2 separate regions of the Sus scrofa genome follow, and region 2 is linked to region 1. A link is a contact called in public HiChIP or PLAC-seq data. All regions are on one chromosome and are shown on one strand. The core of a region is the stretch at or near the end of the contact, and the rest is flanking DNA. Distances in the headings are between cores, read along the strand shown.

Region 1 (6,369 bases), core at 2,039-4,538:
ACACTCCACGTGAGGAAGGAAGGTGTCCTGACCGCGGAGAGAAACAGAGCACAGGGACCTGGTCAACAACCTGCAGGACCCCGGGGAAGCCAGCGCTCCTTCCTTTTTCTAACTTTGAGGTCAGCATTAGATCAGCCACTTAAACTGTTCACTGTGAGTCCTGGTGTCTCAGTGAAAAATTTCTAGACACTGGAAACCTGAAGTAAAGTGGCTTTCCCGATTTGCATGACTCAGAAATCTACCAGCAGTTTCACTCACCAGATAAAGCATTTTCTGGTCACTAAGAGAAGGCGGGGAAAGGGACATAAAGGAGAAGGGAGGCAGTCCACGCCTGTGCAGGTGGAGCAAGCAGCACAGCACCCGCCAGACCCGAGCACGTGCACCGTGACCACACGCGCTTCACCTTCAGGTTAACCACCGCAAGGACCAAGAGGCAGACGGGAACACACCTGCTGAGATTTATTGAATCGATGAATCTCATCAATGAAAAGGATGGTTTTCCTCTTGAAAAAGCTCTTCTCGTTCTGAGCCTGTTTGATGACGTCGCGCACGTCGGTTGTCTTGGCGCTGGTTGCCGACAAGGTCACGAACCTTATGCTGTGTTTCTTGCTGTTGTTGGCGATGATGTGAGCCAGCGTGGTCTAGACAGAGGACAGTGTGGGAAGCTGATGAGACAGAGCAGTGCTTCAGGGGCTCGTGCAGCCGCAGCGCGTGTACCCGGCAACCGAACACGGAAGGGGGCTGAGCAGCAGACACAACTCAAAATACTGCGGGACGGTTTTAAACGTCAAGAAAAATGCTGTAAATAAAACAGGGAAGCGACTACACTTGGGCTAACCTTGACCTCTTCCGCTCTGTGCCTACCCCCGGGGATGTCAAGTCCACAGCTGGAAGCTTCTCAGGGCAGCTTAGAAAAGGAGAGCAAGCCTTTGAACTGAGAGACCAACAAAGACCCTGTGGAAGGAGGTGAACCAGCAGCACTTGGGCCCGTCAGTACTTCCTGGGGAGCAGCAGAGAGACGGGGCGGGGGGGGGGGTGGCACTGCTCAAGGCCAGGCACTCAGGGGAGCTCGAGAAATACACACGGACTACTACTCTGCTACCCACCATCTGCAATGAGAATGGGAGTCAGGAAAAAGGAACACTGACCAAGAAGGGACCAAACCTGCTCCTGGATGACCAGAAGGGCGGCATTTTATCTTCTGGACGTCGTGCAGCATGTCAGACACTGTGCTGCTGCTTTGCAACTCCCAGCCTACAGGCCACATGTGCCTTCTGACTGGTCACCAACCACTGCGCCGGGGCGGCCCAGCCCACCAGCTCCCCAGCCCACCAGCTCCTGCTCCGCATCTCCTGGGAGCACACCCAGCACGCCTCCCTAGGGACCTTCCCCGCCACCTGCCTCCACCAACAGCTGAGAGCTGAGAATGCCGCCGCAGGGTAAAGCGCTGTCTGGGTTACCTCCTGGCAAAGAAAGTACACTGAAAACAAGAGGGCGCCACACCAGCAAGACGCATTCTAAGAATGGGAGTAGAGGAAGGTGTGGTTAAGTTGTGGGAGGTGAAACCAGAAAAAAAAGGAGACAACTTATAAAGGCTCTTGTGCACTGAGGAGTCGGAACCTCGACACTCTCTGCACCCCTTTGCACTTGACCCTGGGTTTTTCTCTCCATTCCCTGGAGCTCCTTCTCCCTCCTCCTGCAGAGACAAAAACCATGCCTCCAGCCTTAACTCCTGTCTCCTTAAGACTCCTTAATGCCGTCTCCAGGGTTCTCTAGATCCCGACATCCTAAGTGGCCTCATCTGACTGGAGCTAACCCCTAAGAAGGTTCACAAAACTGGACGCCAAAATGCACCGATGTTTCTTCTCTAAGGGACAAGGCTCACGAGAACAGCTACGGAAACGGTAGGTGACAGTGACTAGCATAGGCACAGCTCTCCCGTGAGTCCCCTTAGATGAGTCAGGCCTCAAGGGGAGATAAAAGCCCGTCTATTAAAATAAACCAACAGCCAGAAAGAGAAGGAAGCACACTGCCATTTGAAATTTTTGCGATTATTTTTTCCAAAACGGAACCCACACATCCACAAATAGGACGCACCAGCTCGCGTTTCCTTGAGACCCGGGTCATGAACCAGGCGGGGGCCTCGAGAGTGGAACGCCGCGGAAACCCAAGTCCAAGCCCCCAGATTCTCGCAAACGGCTGCACTCACACATCGCCATCCTGGCACCGACCAGACCCCGCGATGCGGAGCCCGGGGCGCGCCCTCTCCCGCCACCCCACCCCCCGCCCCTGCCGCGGAGCCCCCCGCGGCCTCACCTTGCCGCAGCCCGGCGGCCCCCATAGGATGAGCGAGGGCACCTCGTTGGCCTCCAGCAGCGAGCGCAGCAGCGTCTCGGGCCCCACGGCGCGGCCCTGTCCCACGAAGTCCTGCAGCGCGTCGGGCCGCAGCCGGTCGGCCAGCGGCTTGCCCTCCAGCATCTGCCGCACCTCCTCGGCCGCGGGCGCCCGGGCGTGCGGGCGGCCCCCGGGGGCCCCGAAGGCGGCGGCGTCCGCGTCCCAGCGGCCTGCGTCCTCCTCGCCGTCCGCGTCGCCCGCCGCCTCCTCCTCCTCCGGCGCCTCCGCCTCGTCCCAGCTCCGCGGGGACGCGCTGCCCGCCGCCGCCGCCGGCCGCTGCCCCGCGCCCTTCCTGGCCGGGCTGCCGGGCCGCGCCACCGGGAAGTCAGGGATGAGGCGCGCGCCGCTGGGCGTGGGCGGCGCGTCGTAGCTCTCGCGGCTCTCGGTCTCGCCGCCGTCGTCCGGCTCCTCAGCCTCGCCCTCGCTGCTCTCGGCCGCCGTCGGCGTGGCCGGCTGCTTGAGCGCCGAGCTCTCCGACGGCCGGCGCCGCTTGGCGCGGGGCGGCGCGGCCGCGGGCTCCGCGTGCCCCGCCGGGTGCAGCAGCAGGCAGCGGTCCAGGTGCGAGTTGATGTGCGCGGCGGGCATGGCCTGCTGGCACACGGGGCACTGCACCCGGTGCAGCTGCGCCAGGAACGGGTCGTCCTCGGGCCCGCTCACCTCCATGGCGGCCGCCGCGCCGCGCACCCCGCGCCGCCCCGCTAGGCCCCGCGCCGCGCGACCCTCGCTCGGGGAGGCGGCAGGACGCGCGCGGGCCGGGGGAGGGCGCCGCTCATGCCTCACGTCCGGGGCTGCCCGCGTCGGCCCGCCCTCGGCCGGCGGCCCCGGCGCCTCGCGCGGTGCGCCGGGAAGGGGAGTCCGTGGAGGTTCGCCCGGCCGCCGCTGGCCACGGCTCACGCGGCCTGTCGGGAAATGTGGTCCGCGGAGGTTCGGGCGGCCTGACGGGAAGTGTGGTCCGTGGAGGTTCGCGCGGCCTGACGGGAAGTGTGGTCCGTGGAGGTTCGCGCGGCCTGACGGGAAGTGTGGTCCGCGGAGGTTCGCGCGGCCTGACGGGAAGTGTGGTCCGTGGAGGCTGGCCCGCGCGTCCCCTTGCGGCTCGGCGAGCACCCTTCCTGGGGCCCTAGAGGCCGGCAGCTTGGGCGTGCGCAGACCTGTTCTTTGTAGAACGTCGCCGCGGCTGCGCGAGGGGAACGGCTTTCGGGGCGGGTGGAGGGCAGAGGTCGCAGGGCAGGGGGTCGGAGGGCAGGGGGCGGGGAAGGGGAGAAGGCCGGGCGCAGCGGCGGGAAACCGGGCGGGACGGAGCAAAGAAAACGCAGAGGTCCGCGTCTGGAAACGCTCGGCTCCGCGGCCGCGGGGAGACGAGCCTGGGGAGACCCCGCCCCCGGGGTGTGGCCTTCGGCCCCGAACGCTGCTCGGACGCGGGGTTGGCCGCCGGGAGACGGCGCTTCCGGGAGGCGGCGCTGCGCGCTTCGAGGGACCGGGCGACCGTCTGTGCGGCCCTTCTGCGTCCCCGAAAGCGTCTTCTCCCCACGCGTGTCACAGACCCGCCCCTTGGTGTTTAGAGGAAGAAAGAGAGTTAAAAGGGTGGACTCTCCCAAAAGCTGCCAGTCTAATTTAATACGAATTTACTCTTCACACGAACATCTCGAAACGTCCAAAAGCAAACACCCGAGGGTTTCAAAAAGAGCCTTTTCGTGTGAGACGATTTTGCAAAACGAGGAATGGCTCACAAAGAACTGGCACCAGGCGGAGGACGGGGTCGAAAGAAAGAGCAAAGGAGGCGTTGCTTTGGGTTGACGTTGGCTGTAGCGCTGTCCCCCCGCCGGGCAGTTGGTAAGAGGACCGAAATCCGATGTTTCGGTGGTTTTCCAAGTAGAGGTGTTCCCACTAGGTAAGGTTAGTGGGAGGCGAGCAAACGTAAGCTAAGAAGGAGCCTTTGGTCCTGGGCCGTCGTTCAGTTTGACGTGCAGGGTCACGGTCATCCCCCCGCGCAACCGCGCCGACCTCGCGGGAGCCAGGACTTGGGGAAGAGCTTTGCAGGGAGGGAAAGACGCCTCCCTCCACCGCCTGAGGCCCCGGCCGGGCCTGCCAGCGAAACTGGCACAAGGCGGGTTGAAAAGAGGAGGAGGAGTTAGGGACGGATAGACTCACGGAGCGCGGTGGGGAGCTTGGGCGTGGAGAGCAGTGCCTTTGTAGGGAAGGGAGGAGACCGACGGAGAGCGTCTTGCGTTTCCAGGGAGGCGGCTTGTGGGAGGGCAGGTACTTGGGAGCGAATGCCAGCCGGGCACTGGCTGGTCAAGGGTGTTAGGCAGCGTCCTCTGGTGCCAGCCGGGGACTGGCTGGTCAAGGGTGTTAGGCAGCGTCCCCTGGTGCCACCTTTGGGCTGCTGAGGGTCTGGGGTTTTCTCCCGCGATTAACTTTTTTTTTTTTTTTTGCCTTTTTCTAGGGCCATTCCCGCGGCATATGGAGGGTCCCAGGCCAGGGGTCCAGTCCGAGCCTAAGCCTACACCACAGCCGCAGCAACGCGAGATCCGAGCCGCCTCTGCAACCTACGCCGCAGCTCACCCACTGAGCAAGGCCGGGGATCGAACCCCCAACCTCGTGGTTCCTAGTTAGATTCGCTAACCACTGAGCCATGACGGGAGCTCCTTCAGTGATTGACTTTTGTCCTTCCTGGGCAGAGGGGGAGGGGGACACCCACAGATTTATGTCCTGCTCTTGGGCAAATTAGCTTCTTCTCAGCTCTCTTCAGCTCAAAATAATCCTTATGCCATATACTCTGCCACCCTTCAGGTTCCAGGGCGGTCCTCAGAAGGAATTTTGGAGAAAATATTACTAAATATGGAAATGTAATGCACTGCCTTAATTTTAAACATGTATAGAAATATATGGACATGCGGTCACCTCTAACACAAGCAAAATACTTTAAAATAGTATTTTAAACAACTGGACAACAACTGTGACGTTTCCTGAATTTTTTTTTTAATAAATGTGAGGCTTAAAACTTTTTTTAAAAGAAATAATACATGCTTATCACGGAAAGTCTACGCAGAGATCCTCCTGGTTAATATTTTAGCTCCCTCTTCCAGTCTTTCAAAATGCACTTCAGTATTACACTGTGCACTTACCTGTAATTTCATTCTTTATTGTTACCTGATGCATATTTTTTAATTTCAATTTTTAAAAAATTTTTATTTTTGTCTTTTCGCCATTTCTTGGGCCACTCCCATGGCATGTGGAGGTTCCCAGGCTAGGGGTCGAATCGGAGCTGTAGCCGCCGGCCTACACCAGAGCCACAGCAACGTGGGATCTGAGCCGTGTCTGCGACCTACACCACAGCTCACAGCAACGGCGGATCCTTAACCCACTTAAGAAGGCCAGGGATCGAACCCGCAACCTCACGGTTCCCAGTCGGATTCGTTAACCACTGTGCCACGACAGGAACTCCCTTGATGTATATTTTTAAAAGTTTTTATTATAGTGGGAAAATATTCAATGTGTAATATGGGGTAAAAATGAGAAGTGACAAACTCATTTATATCATGTAATCCCATTTTATTTTTATACGTGTGTTTATGTGTATTGTATATAATATATGAAAGAAAAAATAAGAAAAGGAAAAACATAGAAAACTCTCTGTGTGTGATACGCACTTTCTTCCCACAGTCCCGCACATGAGTAAGATTGTGCCATTTGGCTGGACTGTGGGTGAAGATACTCGGGACTTGCCCCAGAATGTGGGCTCGAGTTGGCCACAGTTGACCTCGGACAAGCTCCTTGCCTTCCCAGCCTCAGCTTCCAAATCTAAGAGGGAAACAGCAACGCCTCTCTCCCAGTCTCTTGTGAGAATTCAGCGATCTTACGGATGTGAAAGTGACAGTAAGCCCTCTGCTGCTCCTTTTTCCTGGACCCCAGCTCATTCTGTCTGAAGTTCAGAGTTTTCTCCACTAGATGGTGGTGGTAGAAAAACAAAATGAA
Region 2 (6,771 bases), core at 2,487-4,986, 36 kb before region 1:
TTTTCTATCTTTTTAGGGTCACACCTATGGCATAGGGATCGAATCGGAGGGGCTAGGGGTCGAATTGGAGCTGTAGCAGCTGGCCTACACCGCAGCCCATGGCAATGCTGGATTCTTAACCCACTACATGAGGCCAGGGATCAAACCTGTGTCTTCATGGAGACTAGTCAGATTTGTTTCGGCTGAGCCATGATGGGAACTCCCACTTATTGAATTTTTTTTTTTTTTTTTTGGTCTTTTTGCTATTTCTTGGGCCACTCCCGCGGCATATGGAGGTTCCCAGGCTAGGGGTCGAATCTGAGCTGTAGCCGCCGGCCTACACCACAGGCACAGCAATGCAGGATCCGAGCCGCGTCTGCAACCTACACCACCTCTCACAGCAACGCCGGATCGTTAACCCACTGAGAAAGGGCAGGGACCGAACCCGCAACCTCATGGTTCCTAGTCGGATTCGTTAACCACTGAGCCATGATGGGAACTCTCCCTTATTGAATTTCTTAAGCGGAATTGGAAAACAAGACAAGCTGCCAGGACAACACGGAGGGCAGGGTGCAGGGTTGGTGGTGCCCTCCCTGAAGGGAGGGAGTGATGAGAAGGCGCTTTTAGGACCTCAGGCTGGAAGAAAGGGGTGCGCACTGTGTGTTCCGAGGAGAGGGGGGGGCTCCTTTCAGCCCAAGACTGGCTGGTGATGCGGGCGGGCCGTGTTCTATTTGGAATCCAACTCACCTTCGATGGCTGTGTCCTGATAACACCTTCTTCTCATCAGTTCACCTTGTTCAGAGCATCTGAGCTTCACTTTTCCCAGTTCCTTTTCTAGAAAGTCTGTTTCACTCTGGAGCGAAGAGCGGGGGCGCTCGGCTTGTCACGTGGTGACTTGGTGTTTCAGGTGACTCTGACTCGGGCTGGCAGTTTTTTAAGACGGGTCTGGGTCTTCCGACTCTCATAAGAACGCCAGATTCGTTCGCGTGCTCAGTGAACACGGTAAGCGCGTGGCAAGCTTGTCCCACCTTCACCTTGTTTCATCCAACTAGAAACTTCTGAACAAAATCAAGAGAACTGTAAAATGTTGGCTACCACTGCCTAGAACTCGCAGCCCCGGTGGACGCTCAGAGGACAGGGCTGGTCCTCACGTCCTCAGGCCGCCCTGCCAAGGCTGGCCAGGCCCTCAGGACCGGCCTCATCCCCCTTCCGGCACGCGGGAATGCGTTAGCACAAAATCATGTCCAGAAATGACAGGTTTTCAGCCCCGCAGATGTCCCCTCCCCCACCGTGCCGTCCCACCCACAACCCATGTGTTAAAACGAACACAGGACTAGTTCTAATCAGGCCGCCGTGGCCGTGGATATAGGAGGCACGCGATGCCACGCGACGTCCTGTGGGAGCTGGGAAGTGCCCAGCTGGGCCAGCAGTGGGAGGAAAGGGCAGAGGTGGCGGCCCAGAGCCTCTCCTGGGGTTCTTGCAGGTCATGGAGGAGGGCAGGGCAGGTGCACAGGGAAACTTAGGACTGGAGAGTTGGGGCCTGTCCCTGGGCTGGGGCTCTCCGCCGGGTTCCAGTTGCCTGGTGGAGGTGCTGGGGTGGGTGTGATGAAGGAGCGGGTTGAGAATGCCCATTAGCTGGTGGGTTTGTGTGTCAAAGGAACCCTTGCGGGAGAGTCATTCTCCGTCTCTGGGAACTGGGCCCAGATGCCAGAGCGTCAAGAAAACAGAAAAGAGGAAGATGCAGTCTGTGCAACCCCCCTTGGTCCAGGAAGCGTCCCTTCCCTCCTGACCGCTGGACCACAGCTTGCTCCGGCCTGTTTCCAACCTCTGTGTCACCAGAACCTCCGGTCCACACCCTGCGTGCCCGTCCTTCCTCTGCAGTGTGCTCGGGAGATGCCCGCTGCGGTCTGTGCGTTTCCCCTGCTGTTCTGTGGTCCGATTTCTCCATCGTCTGCTGGGGGCTGATGCATGTCCCGCTGTGATGAGCGAGCTTGTGCCTGCCCCCCGGGGCCCCGGCCTCACGGCGTTCTGTCCCGGGTCTGTTGGGTCTGTCGCGGGGCGAGGTCACTGATCTAGCCAGGGTATGATGCCTGCGAGCCGAGCAGACACACCAAACACTGCACCGAACCGCGGGTACCATCACGCGTGTCCGAGACTCTGTGTGACCTCGGGCAGGGGTCCATTCCATGGAGGCCCCGAGCACGAGGCCCCAAGCCCCCTGCCTCTGCCTTACACAGGACATGGACGGACTGATGACAGGTGTGTGATGTCCATTCTGTCTGAACCTTATATGGGATATGTATTGACTTAGGAAGTGGTTTCATTTCATATTTGACCCAGATTTTACTAACTCCACGGGAGCACATACAGAATGTCAGGGGAAGAAAAGAAAATTTAGAACCCATTTTTCCTCCGTTTTTTGTGTCTCGGATTTTAACGACTCTTCGGCGCAGCCTCTTAACGTCCTCACAGCCGCCTCTTGCTAGAAGCGGACGAGGGGGCTCTAGTTCTGCAAGAAATGATGGGCAGGTGACCGACTTTATCAAACCACTCAACATGACTGCAGCTGGTTTTCAGCAGACGTCGGTTTCTTTATTCCAACCAGTTGTAAGACACCCTACACTCTTAGCTGTTACCTTCTTGCTGCTTTTTTAAAAACTATGGAGAGTATGTTTATCTGTCATTACTAATCTTCTCTGCTCCTTTTCTTATAAACAAAGTCTCGGAGTCAAAAAAACCACAAACCCATTTACACTATATTATCCATACTAACTAAAAAATAGGATTTTTCCTTCGTCCCCCTTGCATGTTGAGATTTGTATGAAAGCAGGGAAGAAGTGTCAAGATGGCAGAATCGTTTCATACCCTCAAGTACTATACATTTTGGTGAAATTACACACCCAGGCATTTAAAGGACAAACAAATAAACAAGAAACTTCACAGAAAGTTACTGCTTTCATTATTCAACTACAGTCATTCTAGTTTTAGCATTTTAACATTACGCTGGACAGCTTATGTTTTCGTATAATGGGTAAGAAATCCTTTATTCATGGAGACGGTGTTGTCGTGGTGTGTGGTGTGCACACTGACCCAGCCTGGCAAAGTCGTCACTTGCCAGGGGAGTTCCGGGCTGAGCTTGGTACCTGAGAGACAGTGACATCAAGGATGTGGTTTGGAACTGAGTCTGCTTTCTGTGGTTTTTGTCTTTTTGCTTTTTCTAGGGCCGCACCCGCGGCATAGGGAGGTTCCCAGGCTAGGGGTCTAATCGGAGCTGTAGCTGCCAGCCTACGCCAGAGCCACAGCAATGCGGGATCCGAGCTGTGTCTGCAACCTGCACCACAGCTCACAGCAACGCCGGATCCTCAACCCACTGAACAAGGGCGGGGATCGAACCCGAAACCTCATGGTTCCTAGTCGGATTCGTCAACCACAGAGCCATGACGGGAACTCCAGAACTGATTCTGTTTTATCACCTCCCCCCAATAATCCGAGCGTTTGGAGTGCATAGATAAGATTCAAAAGATTCCTCTAAGTGGTGACACATTATGCCACCTCTGTCATTCACACCTTGGTAAGAAATGGCCCATCAGAGCATTGGCAGAGATCTGAGTTTGCCTGGAACTCAGAGAAGTGCTGATCCCCTGAGAGCGCTGCGTGGAGGCCTGCCCAGCCCGAGACGCCCAGCGCGATGTGCCAGAGCCGTGTGCCCAGCCCAGCCCAGCCCAGCGGGACTGCTGGGAAGGAAGCCCCCGGGCGGGGCCGCCCCGCCCACCCGCAGGGGCCACGCCCTCCCTCCTGCCGCTATAAAGTCCGCGCGCCGCGCTCTCCAGCACCTCGCATCCCGCCCGGGCGGCTGAGCTGCGGTAAGGCCCGCGGGCGGCGCGGGAGGTGGGGCGGGCGGGGAGGTCGGCGCGGTCGATCCGAGAGCGCCCGCGGGGCCCCCGGCCCCGTGGCCACTCCGGCCCGGGGCTCCCGCGCCGCAACCGGGGCCCAAGGCCGGGCGGCCTGCAGGGACGAAGGTCGCTCCCTGGCGGCCCGAAGGCGGAACCGAAACTGGAGTTTTCTCTCCCTACTTCCCGGAGTTTTTTTGTGGCAGTTTTCACGCAGCCCGCTTCTCCTTTCTTGGCTCGAGGTGGGGCAGGGAGGCCAGTGCGATCCCGGATGTTCCTCAGCAACAGCAGTAATTCATCCTATTACCTACACGCTGAGCGTCTCCCCCGTGTATTCGGGGGAAACTGGGCTCTGAGCGCAGAGCTCAGGTGGGGAAGTTGGGTCAGGCTGGCCGAGCGGAGACCAAGGGCAGGGCTTCAGCTGCGGGGTCCCAGCTGCCTGCGGCTGTGACAGGACACCTGTCACCTTCTGCTTGCCCCGCCGCCCAGCCTAACTTGGGGCCTGGGTTGGGTTTTCAACTCTCGCAGCCTGTAACCCCTCAAACATTAGCAAGTGAATCTCAAAATGAGGGCCATTGTTCCTCCTTTGCTGGAATGTGCTTTAAAGAGCAGCAGGCAGCTATGATTTTCTAATAGCAACAGCCTCTTTCAGATAAATGTGGGCAATGGATTCATGGCTCAAGTGAATCAGAGGCTTGAAGGGAAGGGTGGGAGGTATGTGCCCCCCCCATGTCGCAGGGGAGCCCTCCCAGGCACCTGGGCCCTTGAGGCCACAGGTCTTGACCCCGTGTCACTGCCGAATCCTTGGCCGGCCGCCCCCACCTTGCACTTTGGGGCACGTGGAGGGTTTTTGCCCTCCTGGGACAAGAAGAGAGCAGAAGCCCCGGGTGTCTCAGGGTGGCTGGCCAGGCTGAGGAGGAGGTGGGGAAGTGACACTGCTGGCGCGGGTGTGGCAGCCAGCAGCTCTGGGCTCTTCTGTGCTGCAGCTTCGCCATGGAGCAGCTGAGCGCGGCCAACACCCGCTTCGCCTTGGACCTGTTCCGCGCCCTGAATGAGAGCAATCCTGCTGGGAACATCTTCATCTCCCCCTTCAGCATTTCGTCAGCACTGGCCATGATCCTTCTGGGGACCAGAGGCAACACGGAGGCCCAGATGTCCAAGGTCAGCAAAACCAGCAGCGATAGCCCAGTGCCACTGCTGAGTCCTACCACAGGCTGAACCGGAAAGCCGTGCTTTTGAGCTCGGGCAGCGCGTTTGTGGAACTGGGCTTCTGTGCTCAGCGTTGTGCATTGTGTGATACATTACATTTCATGAGGCCAGACTTTAGGAAAAGCCCCAGGGACGATACACTCAGATGCAGGCTGTCATTTACCGATCCGGTCTTTTCCGAGCACCCACCACCTGCCAGGTGCTGTTTTGTGTTTTTGTGTTGGGTTTCTTTTTTCTTTTTTTGTCTTTTTGCCTTTTCTAGGGCTGCTCCTGTGGCATATGGAGGTTCCCAGGCTAGGGGTTGAATCGGAGCTGTAGCCGCCAGCCTACACCACAGCCACAGCAATGCGGGATCTGAGCCTTGTCTGCAACCTACACCACCTCTCACGGCAACGCCGGATCCTTAACCCATTGAGCAAGGCCAGGGATTGAACCTGCAACCTCATGGTTCCTAGTCGGGAACTCCTGTGTTGGTTTGTTTTTTATGGTCACACCTATGGAATTTCCTGGGCCAGGGACTGTATCTGAGCTGCAGCTGCAGCTGCAGAAGCGTCTGATCCGTGAACCCACTGCACCTGGCCAGGACTGTCCTGAGCTTCCCCAGGGACCTGAGCCGCTGCAGTGGGAGTCTTAACCCACTGTGCCACAGCGGGAACTGTGCCAGGCCTCACAAAACCATGAAGGACTCTTGATGTAGCTGAGGCATGGGGAATTAAACTTTTCCAAGTTAAGTTTGAAGAAGTTATTTTTAAATGAGTGAGTTGCTGATGTTAATAGTGCAATTAAAAAAAAAAACCCTTAATCTGTAATATCTTTGTGTATAGCTGATAAATCTTATTTGTACTATTTCTGAGACCTTCAATAAAATTATATTTGATACAGAATATGCATATGAACTTACCATTTATGTTTTTTTGGGGAAAAAGCAGATTTGTATAAATATTTTATTAACCACTCATATGTGTGGAACAATCATTATAAGAAAGAAGTGATATAAAAAGTTTCTAATGTAAGTAGCCTGTTTCACAAAGCTACACGTTTTGGATTTTCTGTTACTTGTTCTCCAATGAAAAATGACTAAAGGGAGTTCCCATCGTGGCGCAGTGGTTAACGAATCCGACTAGGAACCATGAGGTTGCGGGTTCGGTCCTGCCCTTGCTCAGTGGGTTAAGGTTCCGGCGTTGCCGTGAGCTGTGGTGTAGGTTGCAGACACGGCTCGGATCCCGCGTTGCTGTGGCTCTGGCGTAGGCTGGCAGCTACAGCTCTGATTCGACCCCTAGCCTGGGAACCTCCATATGCCACAGGAGCGGCCCAAGAAATGGCAAAAAGACCAAAAAAAAAAAAAAAAAAAAAAAGACTGAAGTATTAGTCTTGGGCCACCAACTGGCAATAAAACATGTGAATTTAATTTGATGGGAGCACATGACAAGGAAGCAATTTTTAAATTCACAATAAATGGCTACAGAGATAATGTTTTCTTTATTTTAGGCTCTCCATTTCGACACTGTCAAGGACATTCATTCACGATTTCAGAGTCTGAATGCGGATATCAACAAGTGTGGAGCCTCCTATATCCTGAAACTCGCTAATAGGTTGTTTGGCGAAAAAACCTATCACTTCCTCCCCGTAAGTACTTTGTCTTCAGGCTCTAAACCTCACCAGGCAATGCCGGTTTTTTCCCAGCATGATCCCG

What was found. HiChIP or PLAC-seq counts read pairs in DNA pulled down with a chosen protein or histone mark.
Region 2: a contact with region 1 is called in an H3K27ac HiChIP or PLAC-seq map of alveolar macrophages. The contact joins the promoter of SERPINB1 here to the promoter of WRNIP1 in region 1. A contact is called at or near these places in 3 of 47 Hi-C or Micro-C datasets (all in blood) and 1 of 2 datasets of contacts at active chromatin or transcription factors (alveolar macrophages).

The regions. Positions count from the first base shown.
Region 1 is chr7:1,653,871-1,660,239 of Sscrofa11.1, reverse strand. It overlaps WRNIP1 (ATPase WRNIP1), which reads right to left and starts at 3,288. Exons shown (of 7, transcript XM_021100108.1): 1 at 2,317-3,288; 2 at 450-641; 3 at 1-27. The coding sequence starts at 3,057. MYLK4 (myosin light chain kinase family member 4) reads left to right here and starts at 4,010. Exons shown (of 14, transcript XM_021100112.1): 1 at 4,010-4,224.
Region 2 is chr7:1,690,278-1,697,048 of Sscrofa11.1, reverse strand. SERPINB1 (leukocyte elastase inhibitor) reads left to right here and starts at 3,736. Exons shown (of 7, transcript XM_003482119.4): 1 at 3,736-3,842; 2 at 4,856-5,030; 3 at 6,567-6,704. The coding sequence starts at 4,863.